Linked DNA regions of Zea mays: region 2 is linked to region 1. The links are chromatin contacts, called in public Hi-C maps. All regions are on one chromosome and are shown on one strand. The core of a region is the stretch at or near the end of the contact, and the rest is flanking DNA. Distances in the headings are between cores, read along the strand shown. Region 1 holds the start of LOC103647355 (leucine--tRNA ligase, cytoplasmic). Region 2 overlaps LOC103647359 (mediator of RNA polymerase II transcription subunit 25).

Evidence for each region. Hi-C and Micro-C count contacts between places; a contact is called where the count stands out from the background.
Region 2: a Hi-C map of tassel shows a contact between it and region 1, with 2.9 times the contacts expected there. The contact joins the enhancer-like site here to the promoter of LOC103647355 in region 1. A contact is called at or near these places in 2 of 25 Hi-C or Micro-C datasets (ear and tassel).

Annotation. Positions count from the first base shown.
Region 1 is chr2:178,106,597-178,110,056 of Zm-B73-REFERENCE-NAM-5.0, forward strand. LOC103647355 (leucine--tRNA ligase, cytoplasmic) reads right to left here and starts at 1,676. Exons shown (of 4, transcript XM_008671898.4): 1 at 1,030-1,676; 2 at 226-411; 3 at 51-120.
Region 2 is chr2:178,588,903-178,592,362 of Zm-B73-REFERENCE-NAM-5.0, forward strand. It overlaps LOC103647359 (mediator of RNA polymerase II transcription subunit 25), which reads right to left. Exons shown (of 15, transcript XM_008671901.3): 13 at 3,304-3,388; 14 at 2,549-2,635; 15 at 1,496-2,475. The coding sequence ends at 1,816. Among protein-coding and RNA genes, the nearest start is that of LOC103647359, 14 kb to the right of the region's middle. Within about 2 kb of position 1,944, at least 3 of the 20 cell types and tissues checked have an H3K27ac peak or open chromatin away from gene starts, as enhancers often do. A contact at or near this core is called in ear and tassel, where this site is marked.

The DNA of each region.
Region 1 (3,460 bases), core at 426-2,925:
GAACAAGCAGGGAAAATAACTTGGGGGGGGGGGGGGGGGGGGGGACTAACCCTACGTTCCCGCAACAGATGCTCCTGACGACGTCCTTGATTCCCCGGTTCGGGAACTTGCCCTCCGAGGCTGCAAATTCGACCACAATCAATCATCACGACCAAATGAGAAGAATCCTAAACAGAAAGCAGGCTCGTACATAATCGAACAGGACCAAGAAACAAGTATGAGAACCTAAACGCACGAGCTCGAGGGTCTGCTTGCAAATATACTTGCCGGCGAGGGGACTCGCGATGCGCGCCAGCGCCCCCAGGGCCTTCTTTGTCGTCGGACGTCGGCACGACCTGGAGAACGTACCGCGGCTGGCCGGCTGCTGCGTGCGTGAGGCGGCGGCGGCCGTGCGTGGGTAAGCTAGTAAACCTGAATCAAAACCATCCAATAAATTACCCATACCAACAAAACATCTGTTCAGTGCAAACTATTCAGTTAAGTCACCACCATTGAGAGGACACCACATAAGTTAGGTGTCGTTTTGAATGCCGGCTTTATATAATAGAATGTATTTTTTTTGTTCAGACCATATTATGTGATCAATTATAGAAATTTGTCTAACTGTAGTTTTGAGGAATATAAAACATCCTTTATATTTGAGACACTCATGCCACCAACCTCAAAGCTAGTAAACATTCGGTGTGATCAAATATGGTGGGTGTAAGGGACAAGTTAGATGAGTAAGGTACATATCATTTCTCGGGCGATGTCAAAAAGACAGTTACCATGGCAGACAACCAGGCAACGTTTGTCACTTATGGGGTAAGATTTGCATATTTTAATGGTTGCACAACCAAGATAGGATGTCTCAGTAACACACATGCAAAAGTATCAAAGGGCTAGAAATAGTTAGCAAGCACTATGTGATTGCTCAATCAAAAGATTCCTCGGTCCGTAGTTTTCTTAATGAAATGGAGTGAATCAGAAATCAATAAATTTGGCATTCACAGAGATCTAAACAAGCTTCTACGGGTAGAGGGAGCTTACCAGCTTAACGATGCGGTCGCGGAGCTCGTAGGTGAGCACGACGACACCACTGCGGGCGAGCGCGCTGCGGCCTGCGGCTCCGGGCGAGCGCTGCGGCGGCCTGCGGCTCCGGGCCTCCGGCGCTCCGCGGCTGGCGCCTGGCGGTGGCGGGCGACGGGGCGAGCGCGCTGTGGCCGCTGTGGGCGGCTGCGCCTGGCGGTGGCGGCCTGGCGAGCGAGCGCGCTGGCGGGCGAGCGCCTGGCGGTGGCGGCCTGACGGGCGAGCTGGAGCCTGGAGAGGACAGAGGAGGGCAGGAGCAGGAGGCGCGGGCCGCGGGCGAGCGCGCTGCGGCGCTGGAGCTGGAGCCTGGAGAGGTGGTGCGGCCGCGCGGTACCAGGACGGACAGCAGGAGAGCCAAGCGGCGGCTGGAGCTAGGGTTGGGGCTGGGCCCGACGATGGGCCTCTAGTGGGCCGCAACTTCCGACCGGGGCTGCCTCCTAGATATGTCGTCGAGGTGTTGGATGTTTGCCGGCGGTGTCTCGGCGACGAGGGGCGTGGCCTGGATGAAGGTCGTCGTCGTCGAGGAGATGAAGGGACGAGGGTCGAGCAGACGAACGACGGCGGTCGAGGGAGGACGGCGGATATCTGGGCGCGCGACTGGGTTTTTGCGCGCGCGGGAGGAAAGGGAAGGTAATTAGGGAATTGTTGGAGTGCTTGTTTTCTTGTTTTTTTCCTAAAACATGAATTTGGGAATGAAATTAAGGAGCTGTTGGGATGCCTTCAGGGGGGTGTTTGGTACCCTATTTGGTAGTATAGGGTTTAAAATTAGACCTTTGTGCAAGTTGGGGGTCGAAAAATGGACTTTGGGACTGTTTGTTTACCCCAATGGATTATATAATCTGGATTATTTTTGCAGGATTATATAATCTGGATTATATAATTTGGATTATATAATCTGAGTAGTCATGTTTGTTTACCCAGATTATCTGGCGTGTTTCTGTTGGGTGGCAGGCTTCTCCGATCCGATAGGCGCAAAAACGATTCGGTAGATTATAATGGCAATGGTGGGTAATTTCTAGGAAACTTGAAAGGGTAGTGGGAAGTGGGAAAAAAATAATCTGAAATAAGCACCTCCTCACTTGCTTATGGATTATCATAATCCAAGGGCTTAGATTATATAATCTGGGCAAATAAGCTAGACTGTTTGTTTGTCTCTTAGGATTATTTAATCCAGATTATATAATCTGGGAGGTAAACAAACAGGCCCTTTATCTATTAATAATCGGTCTCCCTAAGGGTCTGCTTCTTTAAAACACTAGTTTTATATGCAGTGCGTCACATAATAGCAAGTTTAATAGTATAGATCATAATAGGCTTTATAATATTATAATGTCACATATAACTGACTAAAAGTCTACTCATATAATAATTATTCCATAATATAATCTATATATTTAATACTTCTTCTCGTAAAGTGTCTTATAGTATGTGAGCGGCCCATTTTAAGCTGCCTATTAGTGAGCGGCTGTTGAGCTCTAAAAAGAGCAGTGCAGACGGTCCGGCCCCGAGGCCGGACGGTCCGCGGTCCGGACTGTCCGCGGTGGTGACGCGGACGGTCCGCGCGCGCAGAGTCAGTTAGGGTTCCTAGTTTCTCGCGGGATTTGTTACCTAAAACCGCGGGATTAACTCGGGAAACAGTTGGAAACGGATCCAGACCTCCCCCTTTATATAGATGAAGGGCTACGGCCGATTGAACCCCCAACAATCGAACAAATCAAGTCTATTACTCGTTTTTACCTTATGCATTAGGAGTAGTTCTAGTCTATTTCTAGTTTAGCCCTAGTTTAGTATTCCAATCCCCAAATTCTCCGCCTCTCCTCGACTCTACGTCGATTAGAGGAGTCTAGGTCGGCCTGCCCGAGCCTAGACAACTCCTAGGATCTCTCCTCCCCGACGGGGTCCCTCCCGGGAGCGAGATCCAGGCGCCGTCGGCGATCTTCCGCCGCCCCTACGCACGTGCGGACCGTCCGGCCCTAGGGCGCGGACCGTCCGGCCGTTAGGCAGGGAATCCTAGCTCCTGCACCAGGTCGCGGACCGTCCGGCCCTATGTCGCGGACCGTCCGCTCTTGTGCAGAGAGCACCGCCACGCCTCGCACCAGGCCGCGGACCGTCCGACCCCTGCGCGCGGACCGGCCGCCCCTGTGCAGAGGGCACCGCCGCCGGTTCTTCTTGAGTGATTGGCGCTCCGAAAAAGCGTCAACATACTTTTTGGCGACTCCGCTGGGGAATAGGTGTCTAGATCTGCTAAAAATCGGCCCATAAATGGCCGGTTCTAAGGATCACACCAAGATCTCCACTACCAACATCATTAAGCCGGCCATGGAGGCGCTCCCGGCTGATGACCAAAGGCCCTTTGAAGACCTCGTAATGCACGATGAGAAGGAGGTGATGC
Region 2 (3,460 bases), core at 694-3,193, 480 kb after region 1:
CAAATTCTGTTAGTTGGTATATGAAGGCAGTGGTAACCTTTCTGTTGTGGTGCATAACCAAGAAAAATACACGGCATCGAACGAGGCTGAAGCTTGTGATCAATGTAAGGTCTGAGGTGAGGCTGTCTGAGAATACGAAGATTCGGGTCTTTATGAAACAATTGTGTGAAGGGAGAGAGAGAAGAAGAAGAGGCGCGGAGCGATTGATGAGATAGACCACACTTGCAAATATTTCATCCCAAAAGGAACCGGGATAGAAGCGTGTTGCATAACAGCAAGGCCGCTAAGGTAATGTGTCTATGTTTGCGCTTGGCCACTCCGTTTTGCTGAGGAGTGTACGGACAACTGGTTTTATGAATGAGTTGTGGGAAAAGGCGAGAGAGAGGCCGGGCGCGAAGCGTGAATGGAACCATGAGACAAGGCCGCGGGAGAAGAGCCAATGTGGGATATTTTCGTACCAGTACCATCTCCACTCCACTCCAATGGTGAGAGTATCTGAACCAGCATAAGCAAAATAAGAGGACAGGTGCGAAGCAAGTCACCGGTGACATGATGAGAAGCTCCTGAGTCTAAGAGCCACTCAGTCGACTGAGGTAGAGAAGGCACTGATGAAATCTGAGACGGCACTGGTTGCGCAACTAAGGCGTGAGCGAGGGTCTCTTTGTGGTGGTCTTTCACCATCTTCCTTTTGATTGGCCTATATCTTAGAATCCGGTCTTTCGCTGTTCCCACAGTCCCTTAGTCACGTACCGGCTGTCGGTCTATCTCATATTCGCAGAAGAAGGAACTTGTCATTACTGTGTCAACATTAGTGGGTCTGGCGCTCGGTTTCCCTCTCTGAAACCTCTCTAGTGACCGTCGGTCTCTGTCTTCAATGGCCCAACGACCCTAACCCTTGAACAGGATCGATCTAACGCTCCTGTAAGCATGAACAGTGTAGCATATGGTCTTATGCCCTTGTCGATGTTTTTCCTCCTGTGCCAGCTAGGGTTAGTTATAGTCCAATATATGCTCAAAGTGTTCTCTTAGTTTTTTATGATCTTTGTGTTCAATTCGGATGCATCTACATATTCTTATAAAAGGTCTTCAACACGTTTTTCAATGTCTTGCTTGAGGTTTTGATCATTTATACCACCAATTTATCTTCATTCAAATACACTTTGCATCCTTTAAACTATATCTATAAATACTAATAAATAATGTTACTTAAAATACTAGCAAGCAATATTAGTTCAAATGATTATGTTAATCATCAAATACTAAAATTTATGCATCAGTCTATTTTACTTACATTCCTATTGCAACAAACAATTTTGCTAATATTGACTAAACGACGAATTAAATGATTGTTTAGCTTATTTAATCATGCTAATATTGAATAAAGTATGAATTAAATGGTTGTTTAGCTTATTTAATCATGTTTAGCTCGATTCAATGTAAATCGTTTAGACAGTTTAAACTGCTTAAATGATTCAACTACCTATTTAACGTACCATTTAAACCCTAAACAACACAGGTCACTTATTTTACTGTAGTTTAAATAATAATTCTGTTATACCTAATAGTTTACGGCTAGTACAACAATGCCATAAAGTCACTCAAGATTACGAGTACACCACCATATCATAAAGTATGCACCTATGCATGGACATCTGGCATTTACCTATCGGTGACAGGGATGCTTAAGTTTTCAGATTAAGTTTTAGCAACACTCCCCGAGTGACTATTCCCTAACCCTGTCAAATGAAGTTGACATCTCAACACTTGGGTCAGTGTAAACCCTCAATTCATCTGATGCCTGCTGATAAAAGGTGCTTAAGGTAGGAAGCCTCCCCCAGGCATGCTGCCCGGCCCCTGTGGCGTAATCTTCCCTTGCATCATCTGCACTGCCCGATTGTGCCCCTGCATGAACTGCTGCCCCATTCCTGTACCCACCATCTGGGGTTGCTGCTGCTGTTGAGGCTGCATCTGTTGCTGCTGCTGCTGCATTTGCTGCATCTGTTGCTGTTGAGGCTGCATCTGTTGCTGCTGCTGCTGCATTTGCTGCATCTGTTGCTGTTGAGGCTGCATCTGTTGCTGCTGCTGCTGCTGCATTTGCTGCATCTGTTGCTGCTGAGGCTGTATCTGTTGTTGTTGTTGTTGTTGTTGCTGCTGCTGCTGCTGCATTTGCTGCATCTGTTGCTGTTGATGCTGCATCTGTTGCTGTTGATGCTGCATTTGCTGCTGCATTGGCTGCATCTGCTGCTGCATCGATTGCATCTGCTGCTGCATCTGCGAAGGTTGCTGCTGCTGCATCGGTTGCATCTGCGGCTGCTGTTGCTGGAGTTGCATCTGTGATTGCTGAAGTGGGAGGCCTTGCGGCTGCATATGCATGTGTTGTTGCAGCTGCTGCTGCTGCTGTTGAAATTGCTGTAGCTGCTGTTGCTGCATTGGTGTCTGCTGAGTTGAGGCCTGCGGTTTGAACACCACCATGTCCTGGGAAAAGGTCATTTAGTAAATGCAGATAATTATGCAGAACATTAATTAATTTAACTACAATCAAGATTACCCCAGGGAAGAGCATGCCAATCAAACGACCTGCTTTGTCAGCCATCGACAGCAACAGAGTTTGCGATGGTAACTGTATCACAGCACACTGAAACCAGGACCAATTGGATATTAGAACTGTATAAAGTAACTGACAGAAAACTAAGTGTATGAAACGACAGTAGATGAACCGCAGCAAAATAACAAAATTACTGGTTAGTTGTCCGTGCGTTGCTACGGTTTTTATATATCATAAAGATAAATCTTATTTAAATAAGATATTTATTCAAACACGGTCTAAACCGGATGTGTGGTGAGATGAGATGAAGTTTTTTCTCTCGCTTTTTTCCACGCTCACGAGATCAGAGATAGTGAGAAAGAAGGTATTGTACTATAGATAGCCAAATAGGTCGTGTCTAGCAGACTGACCCAAGGCACGGCCCATTTAACAGTACCGCGGCCCGACCTGAGAACCATGTCGTGCCTGAGCCACCGTCTCAGTCTATAGTGCCGGCCCGGTCCGACGTGGCATGATTATATTTTTTTAAATTTAAATGTATTAGTATGTATATATATTTACAATATTTATCCTCTGTGTAACACAATATTTAGAATATCTATAGAAGAGGGCCACGGTTCGAGCGCTAGTATGCTCTCTTTTTTCTTATTTTTTTTCCCGTGGGAGAGCGCTGCGCCGCGCTGAGGGAGACCCAATGCACAACGATTTTCCCACTTAAATACAGTAGAGACTAAAAAGAAATAGACTCAGGCACTGACCAGCTTCTTCTCTTGTAGTTGTACAAGAAACCCATGGTGATTTAAAGTCCGAAAAACTAGAAAGTCTGCCTTGCCAACATATTGTCTGCAGAATAACCAAGTAAATATGTCATTCACAGCACATTTACAAGAAAATGATGCAACAAGTTGGCATTGA